3 separate regions of the Sus scrofa genome follow, and regions 2 and 3 are each linked to region 1. The links are chromatin contacts, called in public Hi-C and HiChIP or PLAC-seq maps. All regions are on one chromosome and are shown on one strand. The core of a region is the stretch at or near the end of the contact, and the rest is flanking DNA. Distances in the headings are between cores, read along the strand shown. Region 1 holds the start of WASF1 (wiskott-Aldrich syndrome protein family member 1). Region 2 holds the start of METTL24 (methyltransferase-like protein 24). Region 3 overlaps DDO (D-aspartate oxidase).

Evidence for each region. A called contact is a pair of places that touch in the nucleus more often than the background predicts. HiChIP or PLAC-seq counts read pairs in DNA pulled down with a chosen protein or histone mark.
Region 2: an H3K27ac HiChIP or PLAC-seq map of skeletal muscle shows a contact between it and region 1. The contact joins the promoter of METTL24 here to the promoter of WASF1 in region 1. A contact is called at or near these places in 1 of 5 promoter capture datasets (fetal skeletal muscle), 2 of 47 Hi-C or Micro-C datasets (omental adipose tissue and subcutaneous adipose tissue) and 2 of 2 datasets of contacts at active chromatin or transcription factors (alveolar macrophages and skeletal muscle).
Region 3: a Hi-C map of liver shows a contact between it and region 1, with 1.7 times the contacts expected there. The contact joins the enhancer-like site here to the promoter of WASF1 in region 1. A contact is called at or near these places in 4 of 5 promoter capture datasets (fetal liver, fetal skeletal muscle and liver), 16 of 47 Hi-C or Micro-C datasets (alveolar macrophages, embryonic fibroblasts, fetal heart ventricle and 9 more) and 2 of 2 datasets of contacts at active chromatin or transcription factors (alveolar macrophages and skeletal muscle).

What each region holds. Positions count from the first base shown.
Region 1 is chr1:76,178,735-76,183,285 of Sscrofa11.1, reverse strand. It overlaps WASF1 (wiskott-Aldrich syndrome protein family member 1), which reads left to right and starts at 2,951. Exons shown (of 9, transcript XM_021091110.1): 1 at 2,951-3,100. It overlaps CDC40 (pre-mRNA-processing factor 17), which reads right to left and starts at 4,117. Exons shown (of 16, transcript XM_005652465.3): 1 at 3,872-4,117; 2 at 2,358-2,578. The coding sequence starts at 2,546.
Region 2 is chr1:76,364,936-76,369,943 of Sscrofa11.1, reverse strand. It overlaps METTL24 (methyltransferase-like protein 24), which reads left to right and starts at 2,155. Exons shown (of 5, transcript XM_003480300.4): 1 at 2,155-2,539. The coding sequence starts at 2,225.
Region 3 is chr1:76,398,006-76,402,580 of Sscrofa11.1, reverse strand. All of the region lies in intron 4 of DDO (D-aspartate oxidase), which reads left to right. Among named protein-coding and RNA genes, the nearest start is that of DDO, 17 kb to the left of the region's middle. Within about 2 kb of position 1,465, at least 7 of the 83 cell types and tissues checked have an H3K27ac peak or open chromatin away from gene starts, as enhancers often do. A contact at or near this core is called in retroperitoneal adipose tissue and skeletal muscle, where this site is marked.

The DNA.
Region 1 (4,551 bases), core at 1,702-4,201:
ATAGGACCCATTACCCAATAGCAGGTGGGTGTTCAGAGAGAAAGAAGAGTCAAGAATCACTCCTGAGAGAAGTACGGAAGAATGAAGTAAGGCTGTGTCAGTAAAAATGGAGAGGGAGGAGTTGATTTGAGAGAAATCAATGAAGCAGAAAAGTTAGAACCAGTTGAATGACTAGCTTCAGGGAAGCTAGAAGAAGGAAGAGAAGAGGAAGACCCCTTTGTTCTTGGCTTTACTAATGGATGAGTTGTGGGATCATTAATCAAAATGGAAAAAACACATGAAGTAGATCCTAAGGGAAGGAGAATGTTAATTTTTTAGCACATTGAATCGGAGGTGCCTGGGAGCTACCCTGAAAGAGAAGGTCAATAGTTCTAAAGCTAGCAAGGAGTCTAGAATTGGATGAGGATAGTGTGCCTGGCACATGCTTTCTGATAAGTCTTTAATAACATGAACTAGGTACTAGTGTTATCCCTACCTTACAGGTGAGAAAAAACTTAGACACAGAGCACTTAAGTAATTTATCCAAGGTCCCTATCTGGGTAACTGCTGAAGCAGGATTTGAATATTGGCAGTCTTGATTCCAGAGCCTGTGCAAACCACTTCACAGTGTTGACATATGAGTCACCAGAAGCATCGCAGGTTGAAGGCCTGGAGAATATGAGGGGTACAAAGGGGCAGAAGGACAGTCGCTCAGGAAACAGATACTGAAAGGGAGGGCAGAAGATCAGGGGATTAGAAGACTGAGGATGTCCCCATAGAAGCGAAAGGGAGAGAAAATTTCAAAGAAGAGCTAGTAATAGTGTCACATGATATGGACATTCAAGTCAGACAACAGAACTTGACAATTGGAAGGCCAGTGACATTACTCAGGGACAGTAAGTTTCCCAAGAGGTTAGGGCTAGGCTGCACAGAGTTTAGGAGAAAATGTGTAAAGTGAGCGAGCTCCAAAAAAACCAAGCTGTCAAAGAATGAAGACTCAGGAGGTTGCTGGAGTGGTGTAAATTTAGGGATTTTGTTTTGCTATAAAGTAGGAGGATTTTAAGGTTTTTTTCAATACTCAATGTCCTTTAATAAGGAGTAAAATCCATATTTAGCTCACTAGAAACCTGTAAAAGACGTAAGTTATAACACTAGAGTTGGGAACACCTTAAATACAAAGGAATTTTTTCACACTGCTTCTCTTCACCACATCCTGCGTTCCTGATACCCCCATTAGGGTCTTCTGGGCCTATACTGCCAAGTGGTGGATGCTCTCCTCCAGCTCTACATACACCGACCTTTCCTCAGTTCTCCGAATACATTAAGCTCGTTGCCATTTCAAGGCTTGCTGTTTGTTTCCTCTGACAGGAAACTCTTTCCTTATTTTGCACTTGGCTGCCTCATTCTTGTTCTTCAAAGTCACTTTTCCAAGAGGACTTCCCTGACCAATCTATGGAAGTCATACTCCTACCTTATTCTCCATCACAAATTCTATTCATGGCACTCTATTTTTTTCCCTTCACAGTACTCAATCCAATCTGTAACCACTTAATCTACTCAGATTTTATTGGCTGTCTCTTGCACTAAAATGTATATACATCATGATGGCAAAGATGCTGTCCTCTGTGTCTTCAGCCCTTAGAACAGTTCCCGGCAAATAACATGTGTTAAACAAATATTTGCTAAGGGAAATATAACCCAATTTCTCCCTCTATCACCTTACTCAATTGGGATCATGCACACTGTTTCTTAAACCCAATGCCTTTTCTCACAGTCTTGACTTATATAGGCACTTTTATTAGATACCAGGCTCTCTGCTACAAGGTTTATTTGTATTATTTCACTTACTCGTCATAATAATCCTCTCATATAGATAGATGCTTTTAAAATTGTATCTCCATTGTGGTGAAGAAACAGAGGAGATTGTATAACTTGCCCAAGTTCACACAAGAGATGGAGCCTGGATCAGAACCTAGTTCCGACTTCAAAAACAAAACAAAGCCAGGTCACCGGTCACTATAACCAAGGACACATTCCCTAGTTTGGGAAGTCCTGATTTAGCTCTGTTTATGTTCTGAGGTTACGCCTACCCTATCCAGGCCACATCCTAATCCATAAATTTCAAATTTCACTTCTTCTCCCCACTTGCTTTCTGACGGCGGGAGGCAAGAGCAGGGAGTGGGGGACTGTCTTCAACTTCTAACTCCAGGCTTCTCCTGAGGAAGAGGCGAGTAGGGATAAGAGACTCAAGGGGTAGCAACTTACCCGTAAGGGCTGGGTGAGAACTGAGGAAGGTAATCTCAGGAATAACAAGCGACTTTCAGATTTTGGAACAAAACCGACAGTTCCCGCCCCGCATCAGTAGCCAAAACGCTTACCTTAACTGCCACCTCCGGAGCGGAGTCCACGGCTACCGCCAGAGAGGGCTTGGCCGAAGGCGATTTAGTCAAGTGCATGAGGGAGTCCGCGGCTGGCAGTGAACACCTTCCGCCCTCACTGTCCGAGTCCGATTCGGACCCTGAACCCGAACCATAGGAAGCGGCCAGAGCTGCAATCGCAGCCGACATGACGGCAACAGATACTCGGTGGAGTCCAGGCCCTGACGGAAGAAGGAGCAGCTTCAGGTCCTGATTGCCACGACACACATTATTTATTTCCTTTCCTAAAAAATCCTTTATGATACTTTAAAACAATCAATAAATAGGTTAATTAGTATTTGAACAAGCACAACAAAACTTGGAACTTGGGAGCATTTACTTAGGGAACTAGAGAGGGTTATAATGGCTTATAACTTTCAGGACCTATGTGGCGAAAAACTACGAGTTCCGACATACCTACTGGCCTCCAAGAGCTACACTCCCGGCGTGCAGCGCGGCAGGAAATGGGAGAGGCAGGGTGGGAACTGTAGTTTGGAGTGAGGGGGCGGGGCAGGGCGGGCAGGCCTTTCTTTGACCCCGCCCCTGAATGGTTGGTTCATTCCATTGGCTATCATCTTCCCTCATTCCCCGACCAAGCACTGTTCTCTCCGTCCCCCTCCCCCAAACTGAGGATTGGGTAATACCATAAAGCCTCAGGAAAGGGGGGGGGGGGAGAGACCGATATTCATTCCCTCCACTGATGGGTGAGTAGGTGGGGGTTGAGTTTCCCACCACAGCTGCACCTGGGACTGGGCGGGAGCTGAAGAGGAAAGTGAGAATCTTAAGTGGGAAGACCTTGACTGCCCGGGAATAGCTCCGGGTGGGAAAGATGGGGGATTAGGTGGCGAGAGTCCAGCGGATCCCCCCTGCTTCAGGTGCGGGTCCCCGCGTCCGGTTGTGGAGCGTCGCGCGCGGGGAGGGGGTGGGTGGGGGGCGGCGGCGGTTCGCGGTGTTGTTCGCTCTCGCGTCGAGCACACCGTGGGTCCGGCGGCCGGCGGGCGTCGCAGGCAGCGTTTTCCGTGGCCCGGTGCTTCGGCCGCTGCCCATAGCTGGTTCCATCCCGGAGCCTGACGCTCCTATAGGCTCTAGGTGGAGTCCTGGGAGCTCAGGCGGACCGGCGGCGCCGCCGAAGCATGAAGAAGGGGTAAGGCAAGAGCCCCTCAGGATTTCTTGGTGAGCGCGAGTCTCTCAGGAATTGTTTTTTTGAGGGGACAGGGTGCTGGGAGAGGAACTCTTCCTCACTGGTCAGGGCGGAGAGAGGTGTGCGTGGAGCGCTAGCCTGGCAAAGGTTACGGGGATGGGCGCGCCTCCCCCCGCGACGGCCTCCACCCCCGTTCGCGGGGTTCCCGAGCTACGGCCGCCCACCCGCCAGCCCGGCTGGGTACCGAGGGACACCGCGGCTGGCGGGCGCGCCCGGGTCTCGGTTGCGGGGACCTCCATGAGGCAGCTCTAGTCGGAGAGACTGCGGGTCTTACCTGAGGTGCCCCCGCGGCCCGCCCGGTTGCCTTCTCGCTCTGGGGGAGGCTGCGGCGCCGGGTGTCCGAGAAGCCGCGGTTGCTTTACGTGCCCCAGGCTCGGTAAAGCCAGCTGGTGCGTTTGCGTGTTTGCGCCGCGCGTCCGTGTCTAAAAGACACTACATAACGGTAATGCAAGCGAGGGGATCCGTTTCTCCACTGGAAGACGAGGCGAAGCGGGGCTATTGCTTCTGATGCCTGCTGTTGGGGAGGGGGTGGTGGTGCGTTGAGCGGAGTTAGGGAGCTGCTCACCCAGCGCCGTTGTCGGCAGGACTCGCCCATTGTGCCACTCGGATAATTATTCAACTCTGCAGCATCCATTGCACCTTTCCCATTTTTCTCTTCCCCTTGCTGTAGCATGCCCCCTAGCTTCGGTACTCTGACGCCTTCTCTCACTCACACTTGCGGATGATGAACTGGAATAATGGTGAAAAGAAAGCACATCTGACCTGAACATTCACTACCTGTCTGGTAGCAGATTAATTAACTAATCCCCAGCTAGACTAGATACTTTAATACGACTCAGTCTAATCCTGTCCTTCCTATGTAAAGTGTGCCTAGGATTCTATTTTCATTTTTTCCTTGGTGTTAGATTCACATAGTAGTAGTTAAGTCTTATATCTGTTGGGTAATTGATGTAA
Region 2 (5,008 bases), core at 906-3,405, 190 kb before region 1:
TGATCCAGGTTTATTGAGCACAGTACAAATCATATTTTATTTATTTATTTATTTTGTCTTTTTGCCATTTCTTGGGCCGCTCCCATGGCATATGGAGGTTCCCAGGCCACGCGTCCAATTGGAGCTGCAGCCACCAGCCTATGCCAGAGCCACAGCAATGTGCGATCCAAGCCATGTCTGCAACCTACACCACAGCTCATGGCAATGCTGGATTGTTAACCCACTGAGCAAGGGCAGGGATCGAACCCGCAATCTCATGGTTCCTAGTCGGATTCGTTAACCACTGCGCCACGACGGGAACTCCAAATCATATTTTAAATAACTTCACACAATTAAATGACTTAATAGGATATTGAGTCTTAGTGGTTGCAACTGCTGGGTACCCCTAATCCAGAGAATACTATATAAGATAATTATCATATACATCTCCTTATACTTTCTTAGGTTTACCTACCTTGGAATCAATGCTGACATTTTATTTTTCATAACATCCAGGATTCTTTTTAATGGTAAATAATAAAAATAATTACTATTACCTGAGTAACTTCTGTGAACCAGGTATTGTTTAGGTACTGAACAAAGAATATTTTATGCAATCTTTGGAGTCCCCCCAGATGCATAGGTCTGTTTACCCATGAGAAAACTGAGGCTCAGGGAAGTTAAGTACTTTATCCAAAGTCTCATAGCTTCTGAAAGGCAGGAGCCTGATTCAGCCAAGTCTGACACCACAGTTCAAGTCTGATACCAGAGCTCATGTTGTTTAAGTAGTCACAAGATGTGAAGTTTTCTCTGAGTTTGTGTCAGAAAAAATGTACTTGTTTGGATTCTTTAAAACAGAGCCTATCTGCAATAGCCAGAGGGCTATATCTGAGAAAAAAAAAAGTCAATCTTAATGATACACTCAGGGGCCTGAAGACCTAGGGTGCCCAGGGAATGGACTAGATTGGGTTGAAAAGTTTTGTTACATGTAGAGAAATAGCCCAAGTAATTTGTGCAGTGACAAAGATTAAACTGAGTCTTTCTTAAGCCAGGGGGGCTTTAGAAAGGAGGGCTTCTTATGGGAAATTCCTGAAATTCAAACGTGCTCGCAGGGTGGGGGTGGGAGGGGACGACAGGAGTAGTGGTGGGGGTGCCATATTTGTTCTCTATTGTCCTTGTTGTAGGCTGTCAAGGGGAGAGGATATATCTCACAGAGAAGCATGGAAAATGCAAGCATAGAGTCTGAAAAAAATGTGGCCACAGCTAAAGATAACAAACCCAAATTCAATCCCAAACCTCAAATGGATTGTGAGAAAGAATTCTACTAACAATTGAAAATGGAGCAGCCAACACTGGACTTCAGGCTGTGAGCTTTCAGCCTTATTAATTAAGGTCAGGGTGGTGATGGAAATACCAGCTGGGGAGCATTTTGCCGAAAGATAAATTTGTCCCTCTGTATCTCTGCAAGACAGCAGGGAGGTGTGTGTTTGGAGCTAAATTAATTTGATTTACATCATGCCATGGTAACTTCTGTTCTCTCTCTCTGCTGTCAGATGTCTTAGCTGGCTTTCACCCCCTCCTCCTTCACCCCCACACATTTCATAACACGAGGAGAAACACGGGTTGGCTTCAGGCAGAATTTAGAAATGGAATAACTTTAATTTGATTATTCTGCATCCACTGCCATTCTCTCCTCCCCCTTTCCCTTCTTTCTTGAGGGAGAGAAGTTGTAAACCTGAGCATAAGTGAGATGTATTTTTATAATGTGCTTAATGGCACAAACTGCTTGACAATCAGAACTTGTTCCTTGTAGCAAAACCTGGCAGCTCACCTATCTTCCTCCTGTTCTTCAATAACTCTAATGCTAGAAAATGAAATTATGGCGCAGGATCCTGTTAGGAATGTGCTTTTTCTGGCCATGTAGCTCTCAGGCTCCGGAAGCCAGGCTGGAGGGCGCCTCCTCCAGGACCCTATAAGTGGGGTTGGGCCCGGGGTCTGGCTTAGCCGAGCCACCCGGGCATCCTTGGACCTCGCCTAGCCCGCCGCCCCTCGCCTCTGCCAGCCACGAGCTCTCGGCCGGGCTGGATAAGGTTATGAGGCTTCCTTGGACGGAGGAAGGGAGGCGGGTCCGAGCCCGCGCCCCGGCCGAGGGGGAGTTGCCACAATTGGCAGCTCTGGCCCTGGCCACATCCCTGTTGCGGGTCGGAGAGCGCGGGCGGCCGAGCGCAGCCGGTGCTGGGCTGTCATGGCGTGGCAGAGGCCGCCGCGGAGGGGCTGCGGCTCCCTGCAGCGGTGTCTGCTCGGCGCCGCGCTGCTGCTCGGCCTGCGGCTCTGCGCGGAGCTGCGGCGTGCAAGTCTCAGGCCCCCGGCCAGCAGTGCTCCGCCAGGCCGGGCCCCACGGCCCCCCCGGCCGCACCTGCCGCCGGCGCCCGGGCTGCAGCGTGGCGCCAGCTGGAGGCAGGTGACCTACGTGCGCAGCGGGCGCCGAGCGCCGCCGGGGGGCGGTGGGAGCGGGACACCGAAGCCCTGCTGTGCCCCACACGGGAGTCCCCGCCGCAAGGTCAGTGGCAAAAGATGTAGTCTTGGAGTCTTGGGCCTTAGGCCCTCATCCTCCTCCTGGTCCTCGCTGCAGAGCGCTTCTCTCCGGCCCCGCAGGCTGCCTCTTCAAAAAGGTCTTGCACTTCCTCTCTTAGCCCAGCGCTCTTTTAGGCAGCGCCACTGGTAGCATCCTTCAACGCCCAGATGCAGTGAAGTGGGACTGAGCTGAGTTCATTCAGTATTCAACCAGTATTTGCTGAGCGTCCACTGTGTGCCAGTCATGCGGGCATCCATCAGGAAAGGACCAACCACCTCTGCTCTCATGGAACTTGCATTTTAATGGAGGGAGGGCATGAGAGATGGGCAAGGCAAGGAAAAGGAAAGAGTTGTGTTTTTGTTTTTATTTTGTGCTTCTCCTAGTTTTCCTTGAGGCCTGCACAAAGCTGGGTGGGTATCCGTTGTGCATTGCTTTTCCACTCTATACATTGACCCTGGTGATGAAAATCCGCTCAGCTGAACTGAATTCCACCGCAGACGTTGGCAGGGTGATCGGTCAGGGGGAGGGGGAGGCGGGTGAGAAGTTGAATCCCCAGCACCACTTAATAGGAAGTGAATTGGAACTTAGAGGACTGAAGTAATACCCTGGGCTTGTCTTACAACACCAACAGTGTTGATCTTCCTACCTTATTAACTTCTTGGCTCACACTTCATTGAGTAGTTATTTTATTCAATTTTAACCTCTGATTGTTAAGCCTCTGGCCTCCTATCCTTCTCTTGGAGCTCAGTGATTTACTTGATACTTGGGAGTGAAAAGATGAAGAACTGCAGGTATGAACTAGCCTGTCTTTATAACTCATCAGCCTTAACCACATCCTCTGCTGGCAACTTCTTTCTGTTGCCTGGTTTTCCTCTTTTCTTTTAAACATTCCCCCCCCCATCTTTCCCACCACCCCACCTGTTGGGGAGAAAGAAAACTCTTCACTGGACTCACCTGCTTTCTTTAGCTTCTAACCTTCTTTTCACTGTCACACCCACAAATTTCTGACACTCTTTTTCTTTCCCTCACTTCCTCTTCCTCCTCAAGCTTTGTCCTCTGTCTTTCCACACCACTGCTGTCCCTGTCTAGGCCATCATTGTTATCTTCCTGGATGGATAGATAGATTGATAGATAGGTAAATAGATAGATCTATATGGATCTATATCTGTATCTAAAGCCTCATTTCCTATGAACGTCTTAATTTGCTCTTCTAGAAAAAGGCAACTGCTTCTTTCTTTGTGCTTCTAATGCACTTTCCATGCTGCCATGTTTTGCTAAAGGATTTTTAACACACTTTTGCCAAAAACTTACCAGGCCCCCAGTGTTACTGCATCAGTGCTGGGCACAAAATGAGCTCAAAGTCTAGTGGGGGAGGCACACAGCACAGACATCCAGTAATGTGACCAATGTTGTAATTAAGGTCTTGCTTGAACTATGCCTGGGGAGTAAAGAAAAGCTAGCCTGGAGGGAACATTTGGCCTAGGACTTGATATTGCTTAGGAGTTCATGTCTTTTGTCCCTCTGGGTGTCGGCAAATGTTCTGTCCTTGACACCCTCAACTCTACCACTTGTCCTTTCAGCCTTTATTGTTTCTCTTTCACCTGTCCAAGAATTACTCCTAAATCTTAGTCTCCATTTCAGACAACAGAGTAGATAACTACAAATGCAAAGGTTTGGAATGCATAGACTCAGAGGGCTACTGGAGGGCAAGTTCACAGTCACTTCCTTTAGGAGGCTACTACAGTGATTCCTATGAGAGATAGTGATGGCTTAGGATGGTAGAATTGACCGTGTGAGAAGTGGTCTGATATTGGATATATTTTGAAGGAAATTGAGGGAGGAAGAGTTTTGTCGTTGTTTATGTTTTGTGGGAGGTGAGTGGAAATCAGGAATTTTGTTTTAAACATCTTGAGTTTCAGATATCTTTTGGGTATCCAGGTGGAAATATCAAATTGGCAGTTGAGTGTGGAGTTAGGGGGAATGCCCAGGCTAAAGATAGAGATGTGGGAATCATCAGTGTACAAGTGACCCTGAAAAGCTATGAGACTGCAGGAGATAATCTGCGCAGCGAGGGTGGCTAACAAAGGCAGAGATCTGAGTCTGAGCCCTGTGGCTCAGTTTTATTAAAGTTTAACTGGAAAAAAAAAAAAAGGAAATATTTGCATAGTCTCGCATGTCATAAGCATTCAGTAATGGTAGCTTTAATTTTCATCAGTCTGTCCCAAGTCTTTAGCCTCAGCCATTTCCTAAATGTTGTTGTAACCTGGTTCCATTCCTTTGGTTTATGCTTTCTTTCTTTCTTTTTTTTTTTTTTTTGTCTTTTTGCCATTTCTTGGGCTGCTCCCGCAACATTTGGAAGTTCCCAGGCTAGGAGTCTAATAGGAGATGTAGCCACTGGCCTACACCAGAGCCACAGCAACGTGGGATCCGAGCTGTGTCTGCAACCTACACCAC
Region 3 (4,575 bases), core at 216-2,715, 220 kb before region 1:
AGACATGTGTTCAGGGGCATCATGATATATTTTTGTAGCTTTATAAGCACTTGTCTCACTTTTACCTCTTAGCAATTTATCCGGGACATTTTTCTTTTTTGAGTTCCAGTTTCATAAAACCCACAGTTTCATGCCTTGTTCACTGGACCACAAACCTCTGTGTGTATGCTAAATTTAAACCACTGTTATATCAGCTGATAAATGAACACTTGAGACATCATATGATGGAGTTACCCATCAGCCAACATTCCAGTCTCAGGGCATCACCATCTTTTCTGAGTGGCAAGCTTATGTCGTGCTGCCTTTTTCTCCTTATATCATAAAAATGCCTGGAAAAAGAACATGGAAAGTGCTAATGCTATTGATCGTTGAGGTATCATATATTTTATCTTAAAATTCAAATAGGTGGAAATTATTAGGCAACGCCAAAGTGGCAGAGCTTGATACACATATTTTACTCAGGCTGCCCTCAGTCATTTTCACATGAAAAACATACATTATCTGAGCAATTTGTACTGCCTGCTTCTCAAGTATCACCTTCTAGCAAACAGGCCCCTTATTTCCATAATAATCTTATTTTCAGGCCTAATCTCTAACTGTGGGATGAAGGCCTGGAAAAAATCCCTATACCCTCTCATTAGTTGGGAGCCTGCTGTCAGCATTTTACTTTACTTAAAATAACCCTGAGCAAGTGGTACTTTGTGCCAGTGGGAGCCACCTCCTGACTGCAATACCATCGGGCCTGATGACCAGCCAGCGAGGGTTCGTGCCTTGGAGCATCTGCTTCCTGTCAGGTTTTATGGGACAGAGTCAAGAAGAAGAGGCCTGAGGGGCTGCTCATGTCCTCAGAGAGTCCTGGGGAGGTCTTTTTAGGTCCGTTTGTTGGATATCCACGTCCACCATAAGAGTGGGTGGGGACCCGAGTGACTCAGGCAGACAGTACACACAGTCTACTGCAGGGAAGCCAAGAGGAGACCCTTGTCCTAGCAGCGCCCCTTGCAGGACCCCCCTTGTCCTAGCAGCGCCCCCTGCAGGACTCCTAGGACTGTGACACTTCATGTCTCCTGCCCCCGGGCGGGGCCAGCACGTATAGCGTGTGGGGAAGGGCTCTTCTCTGTTAAGATTAGATGTCCTTAAAAAAATAAATAAATAAATAAATAAATAATAAGTTGGTTAATAATGAAAAAAAAAAATTAGCTGTCCTCCCTTCCTTCAGGGCCTGCCATCTGACCGGAAGGCCCATGTGGAGGAGGAAGAGGTTCACACGTCCTTTTCCTCCTGAAGAAGGCTTTATAGAGCTGGGACTCCTCTAAGCCCAAAGCAGGCCTCTCGGGTTAAAGATTTCAGGCCAGGTGGGAGGCGGGGCAGTGTCTTGGTGAGGGCATGGCACCCCTGGGGCTCACTCTGTAGGCTACCACCCACTCTCCACCACGGGGAGGACCAGCTGGGGAGCCACACAATCCCTGCTTGTTCCTCACACCCAGGCTCTGTTATGCCACCTCCTACTCCCCTTCTACACAGTGTGAGTGTTCAGCCTACAGTGTTCTGACTCAAAACGAGCATCTCACTCTCCAAGCCAGGCAACAAGGCCTTCAATCTGAGTTCCATCTTTCTGAAATAATGTTCATTTCCAGGAGATTAAAAAAAAAAAAGTTTTTAACCACAAGTTAGACTGTTAGCATTTTTCAAAGAACAGAAGGAATCATCCCCCAGTTTATTAATTATATCCAAAATACCCTCATCCCCCTCTCAAAAAAAAAAAAAAAAAGAAAAGAACATATCTGATAATACTCAGAACAAACAAACAGACAAAACCCTTTGAGGTTTAATCAGCTGTGCAGATCATGTTTTATATCTTTGGCCAATGGAGTCATATTCTGCTGCTTTGTACTTGTCCTTCCAGGAAATGAATCATAGAGCCAGTAAGTCAACTGAACCTGTCTCTTCTCCAGGCATCTTACCTAAATAAATAATCTGAACAAGAGTAGGCTTGTCCTGCCTTGGGTGACATGCAGACTGCTGGGTGCCTGTTTTGGTGCTGGGGGCCCTATAATTTTGGTGCCCTGCATTATTCTGTGGCCCTGATAAGGCCCCAGACTGACCATAGGACTGACCACACTGAGCTTCTCTCCCTGCACTTTTCTTCCCACTCATCTAATAAGTCCTCTCAGTTACTTTCCCTGGGAGAGTCCCAGTCTCTCATCTCCTATAGCTTCTGTTCTGCTGCTTGGCCTGACTCACAGAAGTGCCTATGCCGCTTCCTTGGTGGCTGGACAGAAAGGTGGATTGTGCATCAGGCATGTGACGGTTTGTCCCTGCCTTACAAATGTCCAACTTGCAAAGGTCCCTGCCTTTGCACAGCAGAGCTCCTGCTCCCCCATGCCCAATCCACCCTGTGCCCACTGGAGAGTCCCTCCTCCTTGCAGAGTCTGCCCTGGCCCCGAACCAGAGGAGCAATGGGCAAATGCTGGCCTCAGGCAAAGGTCTAATGTGAGTGCCCCTTTTCTCCCTGGTTATGCAAGGACAAGGTGAGAGGGCACTGGCCAGGAAGGTGGAAAATGAGGGTGTTTGTTTTTTTCTGATGATGGTAAGGTTAGTAGGGAATAGATGGAGGCTGGTTGTGGTGCAATGGCTCTAAGACAATTGCAGAGGGAGCATGGCTACTCCCCTCTGGACCACTCTGCCCATAGAACCCCCAGGCCTCATCCACACCTCCTTCCCCAAAGCAATTAGAAGCTGCTCTGCTCCTGAACACGGCTTAGACTGACTAACACAAATTTGTGGAAAGGACAAAGCAGAGATGGATCTTCTGAGAAGAGGGAAATGGAATGCAACTTATTTTATTAGAATATGCATTGCAATGGAATGAAGGAGCACTATGGTCATTCTATGAGGTAATATTGTTGAGTTAAAATTATATATATATATATAGAGAGAGAATTACATAGATATATATTTAGCTGCTATGTAAACTTAAAATGCATTAAAAATTCTGACAATGAGAAGCTATTTTAGGTATAACTATATTTAAGTGTCACTAGGAATAAATGGTAGATTTCCCCCCCTGAATCTACATGCATAGCATTATTTGCCAACTAAGATTTTCAATTAGTTTTCTTCTTTTTTTTTTTCTTCTCATTTTCAGACAAATAGACTGGAAATAGCTAACTTTTTTTTTTTTTTTTTTTTTTTTTTTTTTTTTTAGGGCTGCACCTGCAGCATATGGAGGTTCCCAGGCTAGGGGTCAAATTGGAGCTGCAGCTGTTGGCCTACATACCACAGCTCATGGCAACGCCAGATCCATAACCCAGTGAGCGAGGCCAGGGATCAGACCTGCAGCCTCATGGTTCCTGGTGGGATTCGTTTCTGCTGCGCCACAGTGGGAACTCTGCAAGGATTAATTTTTTAAATTGACTATGTCTGTTATTACGTACATACTACGCAATAATTTGACCACATCTAATAAGTTCTTTATGTAAAGTATCATGGAGAGCCTGCTCTCCCCTCTAGGTCCTTGACCACCATCCTGTCCTGGCTGTCCTTGCATCTCTCCACATCTTTAAAAATGGCATCCTACCTCTTCCCTGTTTCTCTCCTCACACAGTGATGTAAAACATCAATGCTGTTTTCTTCATTCCTACAAGCTTTAAACTGTAGATGCGTCCCACAGTCACTGGTCTTTCCTGGAGTCAGAGTGGAACTGGGTTGGGCTCCATGCAGAGGTTGAGAGAGACATTGGATCCCTAGTTCTGACCCCCAGACATCACCCCAGCCCTGCTCAGGCCCCAATCTCCTCCCTTCTTCCTGAACCCGTCCCCTGGCCCTCACCCTCTGACTAGGACATGCCAGCCAGTCTGAGAAGCCAGTTGAGGAAGGGCAGTGTGCCATCCCCTCCCCCTCCACTCTCCTTGGCTGGGACACAGATTTTCTAAAAGCAGTCTGCTCTGTGGGAAAGCCTCTTCACACAGTCACCTTATGTTATCACCCCAACGTTGTCTTAGATCCTTAGAAGAGATTTTTTTTTTTTTGCTTTATATTTATATAACCCAGGGACCTATTTGGATAATATTCCCAGAAAAAAGGTACCAGCTGTTAAAAATGTTAACAATGGAGTGCTAACATGTCTGACTTAGCTGGAAAGAAGTGACTTAGATTTTTTTTTTTTTTTGTCTTTTGTCTTTATAGGGCTGCACCTGCAGCATATGGAGGTTCTCAGGCTAGGGGTCTAATTGGAGCTGTTGCTGCCGGCCTACACCACAGCCACAGCAATGCCAGATCCTTAACCCACTGAGTGAGGCCAGGGATTGAACCCACAACCTTGTGGTTCCTAGTTGGATTTGTTTCTGCTGCGCCATGATGGAAACTCCTCACTTAGACATTGTGAATGACAAAACGAAAAATTTTTTTCCAGCTTCTACTCATTAGGTTCCCCACACAATTAGGGTCTAAATTCCCATCAGCACATTCCAGGCATGCTTGGGTTTCAGGGCGGTATCTTGGCTCTGCTGCCCTCCTCGTTCTGTCTCCGCTGGGCTGCACCCCCTTTCTGTACTGCCATCTACTCCAAGGTCCATT